Linked DNA regions of Mus musculus: region 2 is linked to region 1. A link is a contact called in public promoter capture Hi-C data. All regions are on one chromosome and are shown on one strand. Each heading gives the region's core, a stretch centred on a gene start, on an enhancer-like site or on the middle of the called end of the contact. The rest is flanking DNA. Distances are from core to core; before and after follow the strand shown.

Evidence for each region. Promoter capture Hi-C pulls out the DNA fragments that hold promoters and counts their contacts.
Region 2: a contact with region 1 is called in a promoter capture Hi-C map of embryonic stem cells, with 2.7 times the contacts expected there. The contact joins the promoter of Frrs1 here to the enhancer-like site in region 1. A contact is called at or near these places in 2 of 39 promoter capture datasets (both in embryonic stem cells), 1 of 15 datasets of contacts at CTCF or cohesin (large pre-B cells), 11 of 484 Hi-C or Micro-C datasets (B cells, the MNK3 cell line, Th17 cells and 8 more), 5 of 115 datasets of contacts at active chromatin or transcription factors (bone marrow-derived macrophages, embryonic stem cells and fetal liver) and 1 of 9 other capture datasets (liver).

The regions. Positions count from the first base shown.
Region 1 is chr3:116,338,648-116,345,586 of GRCm38.p6, forward strand. All of the region lies in intron 7 of Cdc14a (CDC14 cell division cycle 14A), which reads right to left. Among named protein-coding and RNA genes, the nearest start is that of Cdc14a, 82 kb to the right of the region's middle. Within about 2 kb of position 2,809, at least 36 of the 459 cell types and tissues checked have an H3K27ac peak or open chromatin away from gene starts, as enhancers often do. A contact at or near this core is called in differentiating embryonic stem cells and embryonic stem cells, where this site is marked.
Region 2 is chr3:116,857,360-116,864,298 of GRCm38.p6, forward strand. Frrs1 (ferric-chelate reductase 1) reads left to right here and starts at 4,321. Exons shown (of 17, transcript NM_009146.3): 1 at 4,321-4,350.

The sequences.
Region 1 (6,939 bases), core at 1,559-4,058:
GGGTCCCTCTCCAGTAGCAGCTGCAGTGGCCAGGAAGGAATTTGGCTACCTTAAACTTGCGGCCTTTCAGTGGTGAAATAAATACAAGACGACTCCAGAAGCGTGCTTCAAATAGTTCCCATAGTCAGTCCCCGTGGGAGGCACACCTCTGTAATTGCTCCAGCTGGTTGAGGACTTGCCCACACATCTGCACTGAGGCCTCCTTGACCCTGGTGCTGGGGTGGGAGGACACGGTCCTGCCCACAGAGTATGAACAAGAGAGGATCACAGGCTAAGCTGCATCCAGACTCCACTGCAGACTGCTCTACAGAGCCACTCCCCAGCACAGCCTTGCCCTACCACACACAGACTCCTGCTGCAGGCCAGAGATGGAGGACATAACAAAACGTCCTCACAGAACGTGCTAAACCTAAGAGTCAACATCCACTGGTTAGTAGGACAGTTTCCTGATATAATGAAGGACGTGGTCAGGTGAGACAGTCTCAAGTCACACCATAAACCAAGTTGGCATTACATACGAATCCTGATCTTAAACCCACCAACCAGTGATCTGTGCTGCACAAAAAACTGATTTTTTTCTCCCTAAGTTATAAATTCTTGCAGCAGGGATGAGCCGATAATGAAAGTATTCTTAAAAACAAATATTCTAAAAAAGTATTCTAACCCATCGTGGATATGTTCCCAGAGAGTTACTACAAAATCAGAACGTGTTTTTAATTAAAAGTCTCAGCCTAGGGAGTTAGCTGTGAAATCAAGTCTCCTAACAATATCAGAAACTCCACCAGAAAGGTCTCACTAACGTGACTGCCCAAGCATGAGCTGAACAAGTATAATGTCAATGAGCACAGCGAACTGGACGGATTCACCAGGAGGCTTCAAGTCTACACAGAGAACTAGAGGCAACCGACAGAATCTTGGAATGGGAGAAGTGTTCTTCTCCAGGGGAGGCTCTTCTTCACACCAATGCAAAATGGTCAGTATGGGAACATACGTACAGGTAGCATGATATGGACTGTGCAGACTATATTTAGAAATGTGTGTGTGTGTATACACACACATATACATACATATATATATATATATATATATACACACAGATATATATATACACAGATGCATCCAATAATGATCAATGACTAAAGAGACCATGAATTGGAAGGAGAATGAGGAGGGATATATGGAAGGGAGGGAAAGCAAATGAGAAATGTTGTAATTAAATTATAATCTCAAAATTTAAAAAAAAAAAAAAAAAACAGTTTTGGTCAATTTCCACTGAAAATAGACCACTCGGCATTTGATGCTCATCTGCTCACCCGTGAGATATTTCACGTCTTACACACCGATTAACTCCTTGTGCTGAGTAGACTCTGCTAGTGGCTTACTTTATTCATGCAAGGGCAGGCAAGACAGTTTCTGCGCACAAGCACAGAGAGGACACGGAAGACACAGATGTGTCTAATGCAACACAGCGTGAGCCACATGGGGCTGAGAATGACTCAGGGAACCACACAAACAGCCCAAGCCTCTATCCCAACCCTCTCCCCCACCTCCACACCAAGTGCTAGGATTACAGACAGCTCGCCACCATGACAGCTTTTTTTGCACAGGCTGAAGGAATCTACAATCTGGTCTTCATGCTTGCTTTGGCAAACATTTTTCTGATTGAGCCATCTCCCTGGTCCCAGCGTTATATTATTATTATTTTTTTTTTTTTTAAAGCAAAGTTTCCCAGTCAGAGCGATCGGAATGGAGCTGCCTGGGCAGGAACTGAGGCGAGCAGAGGCCCCAGCTGCCGATGGATGGGTGTGAACTGTGTTTACTAGGTGTTGAGCAAATACGATCCTGTTCTCTGAGTACCAAGGTAAAAAACAAGAAGCCCTGTGCGGTGCCCCTGCACCTGCGAAAGCAGCAGCTCCTCTCCTCTGAGGTCAGGTAGATGTAGCTGGGTGTGGCTCTCACCTGCCAAGGTCAAAGATGTGTCCCAGATAGCCAGCATTTGAGAAAACAAAATCAAGTCAACAATAGATTGACAATCTGAAAAAAATACCCTCCTGCTGACAGCGCTATTTCTCAGACAGCATTCGCTCAAAAGTGGTTAGACTTATTACTTATTGGGAGCTGGGGGGGGGGGGGGTGACAGACATCATGTAGCTAAAAGGAAGCCTTCTAAGTAGTTGCTACATTCTAAAGTTGATCTTTGAACTCTACTGAATCCCCAGGAGGCTACTTAAGGAAGCTTTTTGAAATTGAAAAACTAAGCGAGGTAATAAATGTGACCCACAGAGATGAGCGCTCCTCCCGACCCCCAAAAGATCACCCCTCAAGCTCCTTTCTCTGCATTTCGTCTCCATCAATCCCAGCCACAAGCAAGAACAAGGTACTGCTAGTGGGTGACCCTGCTCTGCATTTTCCTGTGAGGTCACCAGCTCATGGACCAGTCATCAAAATAAAGCAATAACGCGCTTCGCGGAAAGCAGAGGGAGCTATAAATTGAGGACCTAGCGTCACCAAGGTCGTCAAAGCAGGATGTCTTGCAGTCACTTCACCACTAGAGGGCGTGCTGCCCATATATACACAGGCACATACCATCACGGTGTAAATTGAACACTAGGGCTCTTGTTTTCACATATCTCCCTAGGATAAAAGGTCGATATTATTTTCCTGAACTGATCCCTGGCTAGATTCCAAAAGGAGTGGTTGTAGTATTGGTTCTCGGGTTCTTTGGGAATACCTTACAAGCCCTGTCGGAAAGTACAGACGTTTCGACACTGATTGCTACGGGGCGCTTTCAGATCGTGTGACTTTGGTTAGTTGTTAGGGTGGGTGAGCGGATTGGTTGGTTGGTTGGATCTGGATATGCCTAGTATTACTGGTAGAATCCTGACTGAGCAATGTGTGTCTAAGCAACAGGACAGACGGGTTGACTTGGGAACTGGAGAAACCATATTCTAGAAGGTGTTTTGGTTTTGTTTTGTTTTGTTTTGTTTTTGGGTTTTTGGGTTTTTTTTGTTTTTGTTTTTGTTTTTCAAGACCTGTGTCTGATGCTATTTCTCAGTCCTAAAGTCAATAATCCATGTGCTGGTCACATGGAAATATCCAAATTCCGGAGGCATCCTTCTCTAAACCTCCTAAATTGGACAATCTTGAAAGTACTCCCACATGAGCAGTCAGAGCGGATAGAGCACTGACTTAGGCTTCATGCCATTCTGGGGGACCATGACCGTACATGGCAAGCCTGTTATTTTGTGGAATCATTACCCTGGCCACCCATGGCTCCTGTGTCTTACAGGATGAACAGACCAGACTCAGGTATGCTGGAGTGTAAACGCCACACTGGACTTTGAAGGCATGATTTTTTTTTTAAATGTAAACTAAACTACTCCATTAATAATCCCTGTCTTAACTATATGTTGAAATATGTGGGATATAATGAATTAATTGAAATACATCTTTTAAAATACCTTCACCATTTCTTTCTATCATTTCTGAATGTCCCTAGTGGAATATTTAAAATATCCATATGACTAATTATACATGGCATTCTTTTTTTGTTGTTTTTTTGGTTTTGGTTTTTTTGTTTTTTGTTTTTTTGAGACAGGGTTTCTCTGTATAGCCCTGGCTGTCCTGGAACTCACTTTGTAGACCAGTCTGGCCTCAAACTCAGAAATCTGCCTGCCTCTGCCTCCCATGTGCTGGGATTAAAGGCGTGGGCCACCACCGCCTGGCTTATACATGGCATTCTTTAGATTCCTGAATGGGAGGTGAAAGCAGACAAAACCTTTAAGAAATCGTTAGACTAGAAGCAAGTGGTTACACCCTGCTGACCCATCCTCTGTAGCATTATAAGTAGCATTCTGGTCACATAACCTCCTTTAAGGGACTGACTCAGCAGTTAGAGTACCCGCCATGCAAGTACAAGAACCAGCATCAGATTCCCAGAAAGCCACATAATCTGGTGAGTGTGGCAGCCTGCTTGTAAATCTAGCTTCCAAAGGAATTCCGAGAACAGGCTGGCTAATAAGCCCGGCCATATTGATAAACTCTGAATATGACTGAGACCCACTCTTCCTTAATGAATAGGTAGACGGATGATAGACAATTTATTAACCTTAGGCCTCCACACGCACATGTGTGTACATCCACGCCATACATACAGACACATGTGTGCCCCACACATACAAAACAATGAATGCAGGCACATTGCACACAAACAAAAAAGTGTGGGAGAAACTAATATCACAGATATTAAGCTTGTGTGGTTGGTCGGTTGGATGATTGGTTGGTCAGTTGGTTAGTTGGTTGGTTGGTTGGTTTTTATTTGAGACAGGGTCTCTGTAGCTCAAGCTAGCCTTGAATTCATGGCAATCCTCCTGCCTCGGCTTTCCAAGTACCTAGCATTCTTAAGCCATGCTATATAGTAAGTGTAGTTTAGCAAAGAAGTGTCTATGAGTAAGATCAATAAAACAAATGACAGCTCATGCTGACGAGGATGTAGAATCAGGGCATCCTCACCCACTGATGGTGGATGCAACTGCGTCCTGCCACAGTGCCGTGGTTCCTCAGGAAGATGAGAACTGATATACCTCAAAATCCAGCTGTACCACTCCTGAGAATATACCCAGAGAACTCCCCACCCTACCACAGGGGAACTTACTCAGCTGTGGTCATTGCTGCTCTGTTCATAACAGCTGGAAACTGGAAACCACCCAGGTGTCCCTCGACAGACAGATAAAGAAAAGGTGGTCCATCTTCACAATAGAGTATTACTCAGCCATTAAAAAATGAAATCATAAAATTCACAGGCAAATGGACTGAACTAGGAAAAAAAAAATCATCCTGAGTGAGGTGACCCAGACTCAGGAAGGCAAATATGGCATGTCTTTGTTTATATGTGAATATTAGCTCTTAAGTCAGTGATGACCAAGCTACAATCCATAGACCACGCAGGTTAGATTTAGAGGAAGGGAACGGTGGCAGATAGATCTCCCTAGGAAAGGGAAATACAAGAGATAGTTATGCACAGATGGGAGATGGGGGGCTGAAGCAGAGGACCAAGTGGGAGGGGAAGGAAAGAGGGAGGGGGGACATGGGGAGATACAGCTAAAAATAAGGGCCATTCGGTGGGTGGTATGGAAACCCAATACAGGAAAAGCTTCCTAAAATCCATACATATTTGAGGGCAATCTGGATGCGATCACTAAATGATGGGGAGACAGAGCCCCAACTGCACATTTCTTGTCACCAAATGAAACTTCCAAACCAGGATTGGGTTACATCTGGTTGAGTTGTTGGCCAAAACGCCCAAACAACCCACACTGTGGCCAAGACTGTAAGTCGTTCTCCACAAACTGATGCCCAAGCCCCATTGCTAGAGACAACAGCTACACAAGTCACTGAGCACGGAAAAGTACAGCTGGCACCTGCCTAGACCTCCCACCCCTATGTGCTAGTGAAGGGACTCCGCATGCTACCAAAGGAGAAATGTAAACACGGACCTACCCACAAGCCCACTGCTCTATAGTGGTGTCCTGTTGGCAAGATATGTTAGAGCAATGCTGGCCCAAATCTTGTGGGAGTCACCAACGAATATCTGGTTTGCCTTAAGGGCTACTCCACAAGACTGAGCCCAACCCAAAACTGGTTGGGTGACTAAGGACCTGGGATTAGATAGCCTAGGGACCTAGGAGAAAACCAAACACCACTGTTCAACAAAAAGGCCATAAAATGATTCCTGGTGACCTGCTGTATTACTAGATCGGTGCGATCATCAGCAGGGCTTCCTCCTACAGCATGTGGGAACAAACACAGAGACCCACTGACAGACAACGGGGCACTCCAGTGGAAGGAGTCTAAGAGCCAGAGAATGAAAAGAGCGAGAAGGCCAAGAAGACAAGGACTGAAGCACATACGAACTCACAGAGACTGGGGCAGCTTGCACACGGCCTGGACGGCTCTGCCCCACTGGGTCACCACGCTAAAGGAAGAAGTGGACACACGCTCCCATTCTTAACCCAGAACAAGCTCCCATTGAGAACCACTTGCAAATGTAAACTCAGTTTTCTCCAAGGGAGTCTGTCTCATGGGGGAAGCAAACAACCTTAAGGGCAGGCGTCATGTCTATCAGCAGATGGCCAACAGAGGCTCTACAGGTTCCTTGCTCTCTCTCCTCTCCCCCAACCCCATTTTCTTTCTTTATTTTTATTTTATTCTATTCTATTTTATTTAGACATATTCTATCTTCTTTCTTTTTACCCTACAGGTCCTTTAAGTATATATTATGGCTTCCAATTTAGTGTTTTTAAGGATTCCTGATTGCACAACCCAGCAGATCTCTGTGTCTCGTCTCTTTGTGCCTTTTCTTGGGCCCCTTTTCTTGTGTTTATTTGGTTTTTCCCTATTCCTATGTGTTAGATTTTCTTTTCTCTTATTATATGTCATCTCATTTTATATTATTCTATTATTATCCCTTCAAAGGAAGGGGGCGGGTCCAGATGGGAGGAGAACCCGGGGATGATCAACATATGTTATGTGAGGGGTAAAGAAGAAATCTATTTTCAATAAAGTGGGAAGGTTCCTATGAAAAGATCCATCCTGAATATCCCAAATCATTCCCAGTGAGTCTCACAATTGCAGTCAGCAACACAATTTTGCTTTGAAATCTGCGAGCCCATCCCTGGACTAAGGCTTTGTTGCCTGAAACGCTGGCTCTTTCACGGTTCACCAAATGACCAGGCTCCCTGGAGCCGTGCAAACAGCAAGACGCATTATGACAAGGAGTGCCTGGGCCACAGATTGTCACCAAAGTGACCCTTTCTTCAATTACTCATCGAGCACACGCTGATGGCACGCCCACCACGGCTCTGTGTTTCATGACCTTCTCTTTGATAGTCTGTGTGATGGGATAGACGGTCCACGTACAGAAAAGGAAGGAATTTGACA
Region 2 (6,939 bases), core at 3,071-5,570, 520 kb after region 1:
TCCACTTGCTTCTGCTGGGATTAATAAACAAAGCTTGCCTGACTCTGAAATTGAGAGTCAGTGTTAGTTCTGTGAACTAGAATGTTGCAATTTTTGTTCCTTGCCAATATTCCTTTCACTACATTTTTATTTTTGAAAAAGCCATACAAGCAACAATAAAATATTTTTAACATGTTAAACAAACAACCCCCCCCCAAACAACTAACCAGCCAAACAAAGGAATGTTGTTAGCTTGTGATATGAAACATTTCGAAGTGCATTTAACTTTGACAGAGCCTTTTTCAGCTCTTAAGTTTTAATTTTCATTTGTTTTAAGTTTTAATTACTGTGCCTAAGAGATCCATAAAACAAAAATGCCTCTAACCTAGAAACCCCTCTTGCCCAAGGACAGATAGTTCCTAAAATGCTGGAGGCACAGGAGATAACAAGGCAATGGTTTTCACTTCTCTAAGCAAGTGTGGTTAATCCAACTGCGACGGAAGTGTTTGATCACGCGAAGGAGGGAGGAATGTAGGCAGGAAGTACGTCAAGACATACTCGTCCACATTGGGTAAAGGTGGGAAGCACATTGCCTTTTTAAGCTCCTGGCCAGTGTAGCTTTGTAGCCATGATCTGGTAGGGGCTTGACCAGTGTCTTCCTGGTCAGTATTTAATTAAAACTTACTTTATATCTGACTCTAAATTGTGGTAGGGATCTTATTCTTGCCTGGTGGGTCTCCCTCTCTGTCTCTTTCTCTCTCTGTCTCTGTATTACAAGCCAAGTTCTTGAATTACATTAAACTCAGGTCAGCAGGTTAGGTGGCAGCTACCTTTTACCAACCAAGCCAGTTTGCTGGCCTGTTTCCACTTCCTATACAAAAATACTGACAGATGTTGCCCAATGAGCAGTTGTCTCTCGGAGGTTGTTACCAGATTTAGGGTCACAGGTTCTGCCTCCCCCAAGGCCAGATTTGCCTACTTATCCTCAATATGCCAATTAAAAGAGCCAAATTAATAGTGAAGAGCAGAAAGATTCCCTATGTGGCAACTTTGAGAAAAGGAGAAATGAAATCCAGCGAGTTCTCCAACGGCATCTTCAGGGTCCTGGCATGACGAATTTATAAATAATTCAGGGTTGCAAAGAAACAGACCACCGTTCCAACCGAAATGTCTTAGAGTGTGTTTGATCTTAAGAAGGAACATACTTAGACAAAAAGTACATTTGGTTTTTATTCCAAATCTTCTGGTGGCTGTGTATTTTCCTCATTGGCTGGGGCCTGACCTCACAATCTCATTCAGTTGACTAGTCTGGAAAAAAAAAATGGCACACAGGAAATGAAGGCAAAAGGGGAAGGGGGTTCACTGTTCCAAAGAGGAAAAGGTCACTTCTCCTAGGGGCTACACAGATCAGGGGACAGTTGTGCAAGCCAAGATTTTCCTGGCTGAGGGGGATTAAAATATTCGCATAAAACTCTTACAAAGTGGGAGAAATAAAAAGATTCTATCATTGTCCTAAACAAAATTTTATAGTATTTGATTAAAAAAGATATTATATATATGTATATATATATATATATATATATATATATATATATTTTTTTTCGAAACAGGATTTCTCTGTTTAGCCTTGGCTCTCCTGGAGCTCACTCTGTAGACCAAGCTGGTCTTGAACTCAGAAATCTGCCTGCCTCTGCCTCCCAAGTGCTGGGATTAAAGGCGAGCGCCACCACTGCCCGGTAATATTTGATATTTCTTATGCATGTACACACATGCATAACTAAGTAGCTCAGCCAAGGCGTGGTCCTGTTTGTCACAGTCGGGTTTCCACCCTGTCTTGCAAGGTCAGGACAAGTTGTAAATCTCTCCTGGGGACAAGTTCCTCCTCTGGCTGTCCCTACCTCTCCAGCCTTTTCTTCTCCGTGGAGGAGTTTCCTGGGAGAACTCTAATTTCTTGGATTCCTCTCTCTCCGTAGTCTGATAGCCAAAGGAAGGGACTCAAGACAAGTCAAGTGTTGTGAAGGGTCCTGAAGGTGGATTAGGAAGTGTTGATTTAGAGGGTTGTGAGTGGCTTCAATTGAGTAGCCTCCAGCATCTTAGATTTCAGGCTCCAATGGGCGTTTTAAATGAACTTGGCCTCTTTTGTGGCAACTGATAACAGGGTGTAGAGATGAGCCTGCCAGTGGGTGATAGGAAGGGATAAAGCTGTGGACTTGGAGGAAGTGATAGGTCTGGCAAGGGTGTCTTCTGAAAGGGTTAGCCTCACTTTCACCCAACAGCTTCCTAAGAGTGCTCTGAGGTAAGTTATGCAAAGTATTATTCCTTTCATAGACTTTTTAGCTTACTGTTGGTGGGCAAAGTCAGCAAGGCAGAGTCTAATTACAGTCAAAGAAAGCGAAACCACTATCTTGGAGTAACTGTCTCTCAGGCTGGGATGAATGAATATATTCTAAGGAGATATTAATACCTCTTTTTTCGGCGATCATGATATTGAAATTCTCTCCAGGAATATCCTGCAAGGAGCTGAAACGGCTGTAAGCTCTGGGGACCTCCAGAGGAGGAATTTGTCAGAACTTTTCAGATGACCTTGCAAGAGATACCTGGAGCTGAGACAGTGGTGTGTCACACCACACCCTAGCTGACTGCTTGCTTAGTTATGTTTATGTGTATTTTCTTCTATTTGAACAATAACCTTAAACTGAGAAGACAGACACGTGTGTGTGTGTGTGTGTGTGTGTGTGTGTGTGTAGTGTATGTGTGTGCGTGTGTGTAGTATGTGTGTGTCCAGACTTCATTTTTCTTCCTTCCTCATGGTAGTCAACCACATGAAATAAATCTCTCCTTTTATTTTTCTTTTTTTAGTTAGGCTTTTAAAATTGGATTATGGAGGATAGGTGGCCAACCATGGCTTATAGGGGTCCTAGTTGAACCCCAAGTCTGTGGTTTTGAGCTGAAAAAATCAGTTGACTTAGTTGAAAAGTTTTAATGCCCCAAGCTGCTTTAGGTTGGAAACAAGATTTGGGCTCTCATTACTTAAAGCCCCCCTTTTAATTTTCTGGGGCGGTGGCTGCTGCGGGGGTGGGGCGGGTGGGGTTGAGGGTGGGGCGTTTGTTAAATGTTAACAGTTCTTCCTAGGCCGTTCAGAGGTGGGTGTTCTTTCCTATCTCTTCTTTTCAAATGGATCTAAAGAATTTACTGGTGTTGCGCAATGGGTAACCACAGGTCAAAGCCTGCCTCACGATCCTTCCCCCAACCCACACGTCCTCCCAAGTTAGGACGACGTGGTTAACATTTTTCAGATATAGATTTTTTTCCCTAGCACTGAACATGTTCTTTTGCAAAATAATGCAAGGCACAGACTAAAAAGAGACAATGGGAAGCCACAGCCACACGCATTTCAAGTTGTACTTTACAAAAAGAAATCTCGAAAGAGTCCTTTCAACTTTTATAATTTGTGCACTTTGGGTGGTGGTAGTGCAGACCTTTAATCCTGGCAATGTGGAGGCAGAGGCAGGAGGATCCCTGTGAGTTTGAGACCCGACTGGTCTACACAGCTAGTTCTAGAACAGCCAAGGCTACACAGAGAAACAGTGTCTCACACCCCCCCCACCAAAAACAAAACAAAACAAAACTGTGCGCTACGATTTCTTTACAAAATTTTGTAGGTAACTAAATAGTATGTGGAGTGCTGCTAGATTTAAGAAAAAAAAAAAAAAAAAAAAAAAAAGGGTGGGGTGGGGAGAAGGACTAAAGCTGGGAGTGGTGGTCCACCCATTTAACCCAGAAGGCGGCAGAGGCACAGCTAAGGCTGCTGCACAGAGAAACCCGGTCTCAAAACAAAAACAAAGGGGGCGGAGGTGGTCCTGTAAATTCTCACGGTGAACTTCAATTCTATATTTAGCCAGTCATTAAAAAGCAAACCAAACCAAGCCATCAGCATGCCTGTGGTACTGCGTACTTCAGTACTCACACTGCTAACTGAAATTGCAGTGGAACTGGGTATCCTACTTATTTGCTGAATATGGCTACCTCGCTCAGGCAGGAGGAGCAGGTGCCTTTGTCTTTGAGTCACAGGCAACAGGTATGCATTCAAATAGGCTGGTAGAGAAAACCAAGGAAAGTGTAATTTGCTCAGTGCAACAGTAGCTAGTGAGTTAAAAACACGCAGAGCGTTTTTATTTTTTAGAAACAGAACCCTTCTAGTTTCACATGTGCAGTCCTAAAGCCCATCCCGGGCTCGGAAACCAGGTAGGGCAGCTTGGGTCGCCAGCCTTCCCTGCCGGTTTCCCAGTAAGCTGGCTCCGCCTAGTTGCAGCTCCGCGGTACCCGCCGGAGCCAAGCCGGAAGTTGCTCAGGCTGCCTCTGCTGCTCAAGGTAAGAGCCCGTTCTGTTTAGTTTTCTGTGTCAAGACTCTTGGTAAAGCTTATAAAAATCAGAGCTAGCTGGGCGACGGCGGCGAGAGCAGGCACCTTGCGTGGTCTGGCAGTCAGGAGGCTGGAGGAGGGCTGCGCTCGCCGGCAGGGTTGTCTTGATCTGTCTAGCGATTTAGTTTCCCAATATGCCTCGTGACTTTGACTAAAGAGCCCTAATCCCCAAAATGGGGTAGTTGTAAGGACAGACGAGCATGAGGGCCCGAAAAGTATTGACTTTAATTTGTGCTCCATAAGAAAAATTGAACAACGGAAACTTGACTTTTGCATTGAAACCTAATGTCATAGTTTGCCCATGTGCGAGTTACTCGTGTGTGTGTGTGTGTGTGTGTGTGTGTGTGTGTGTGTGTGTTCTTATGTCTGTGCATGTCCAGCAGCCTCTTCTCTTCTCCTTTCTTTTCTTTCCTTTCCTTTTTTTCTCTTCTCTTCTCTTCTCTTCTCTTCTCTTCTCTTCTCTTCTCTTCTCTTCTCTTCTCTTCTCTTTTCTCTTCTCTTCCTCCTCTTCTCGTCTCGTCTCGTCTCGCTCTTCTCTTCTCTTCTCTTCTCTTCTCTCCCTCTCCCTCTCCCTCTCCCTCTCCCTCTCCCTCTCCCTCTCCCTCGCTTTTCTTTCCTTTCCTTTTTTCTTTCCATAATGTCTAAGGTCAAAGGGAAAATTTCAACTAACAAATGTGCTTTCTGGAATTTCTCCTAACATAGCTAAACTTTAAACTTTCAGTTCAGCTACAGGTATGTAAGTCTGCAATGGTGGAGGAAAATGTGATACAAGTTTCTATTAGCTAATAGTACATTTCTAAGAAAAGAACACTTACTTCAGGTTGGTACAACTAGGCAAGATTCCAAGGAAAGAAGGCTATTTTATCCGGAGCCCTGGCTTAGGATCTCATTAAGTAGCCTTAGCTGTCCTGGAACTTTCTCTATAGAACAGGTTGGTCTCAAACTTACAGAGATCTGCTTGCCTCTGCCTTCTGACTACTATGATTAATAGTGTGTGCCTGGTTAGGTGTTTTATTTAATTCTTACAAAGTAGTTTTTTTTTTTTTTTTTTTTTTTTTTTTTAAACTGGTACTGCCTCCAAAAATAAGAAGCCTAAGTGAGAGTGAGAATAAATAATTTGCTCTGGGTCACAACAGTGGTCCCTGACAGGTGATAATGGGTAAATGGATCAAGGTAGGGGAGATGTTCAGAGAACCTGATGACCAGAGTGCAACCCTTAGGTTGTACATGATGGAAGGAGAGAACTGACTTCTGCTAGCTGTCCTCTGACCTCTACGGCATGCCGAGGCAAGTGCAATTTAAAAACAGAGGACCAATTCAAACACAGAAATACCGTACAGTTTAATGTCGTGGTCATAGAGGATAGTGGTTGAGGACATTTACACGGACATTGCAAATTGTAGGTGTTTTAAAACAAAAGTAAAAAAAGGGAAACATGACAGTGCTTGAAAAGAGGAGCCAAATCTAATTCTTGTGTGAGCAATTTAATGCACTTCTTTTTTTCTTTTCTTCTTTCTTTCTTTCTTTCTTTCTTTCTTTCTTTCTTTCTTTCTTTCCCTCTCTCTTTCTTCTTCCCCTCCCCTCCTCCCCTCCCTCCTTCTCTTTCTCTCTCTTTCTTTCTTTCTTTCTTTCTTTCTTTCTTTCTTTCTTTCTTTCTTTCTTTCTTTGATTAATTTATTGAGAGGTGTTGCTATGTAGCCCTGGGTGTCCTGAGCTTGCAGAGACCCATCTGTTTCTGCCTCCCAAGTGACAGGACTAAAGGTGTGCCATCAACTTAATGTATGTCTCAATCGTTATATAATTTTATAATGTATACTTGTAGTATTTTTTTTTTCTAAATTATAAATTGTCAAACCTGTGAAGAATTTAGTAAGGAATAGAGTTATCATAAATGCTGGGTGGGTCCTGAATGTAGGGCGAGACAGAGAATCTCCTTTATAGAGCCTGGACACATAATGTGTGTGGCCCTTTTAGAGGAGCAGAGGCCCTCTGCCTGGCCCAGGAGGGCACCTCTTCAGCACTGGCCATGTGGGAATATAGGCTTAGTGTTACCTGATGGCTGGATTATTTAGAAGAAGTCAGAGGTACAGATTTCTTATGAGTTTTTCTGATCTCCAGATATTCACAGCTAATTTGTTTAAAAACAAATGTTTGTCCCGTGCATGCAGTCACAAACCCTGTGAGCTTATGTGTGCAGTAGCTCTGTTATGTCTGGCAGATACTATTTTCACGAGGACTGTCCACTACCTGTGGCTCTTACAGTCTTTGTTATATTCCAGATCTTGGGGGAAAGGGGTTATGATATAGATGTCCCATTTAGTGCTGAGAATGCCACCATCTTTTACTCTCTGTAGACTAGGCAGTTGTGGGTCCTTATTAATCACCACCTACTGCAAATAGAAGCTTCTTTGATAAGGACTGAGAGATGCACTATTTTATGGGTAAAAAGGTAAGAACTTCAGAGGCAGTTTAGTACTATATCCATTTAACAGAATAATAGTATTTAAGATGGAGCTAGCCTAAATCCTAGCATGGCTCG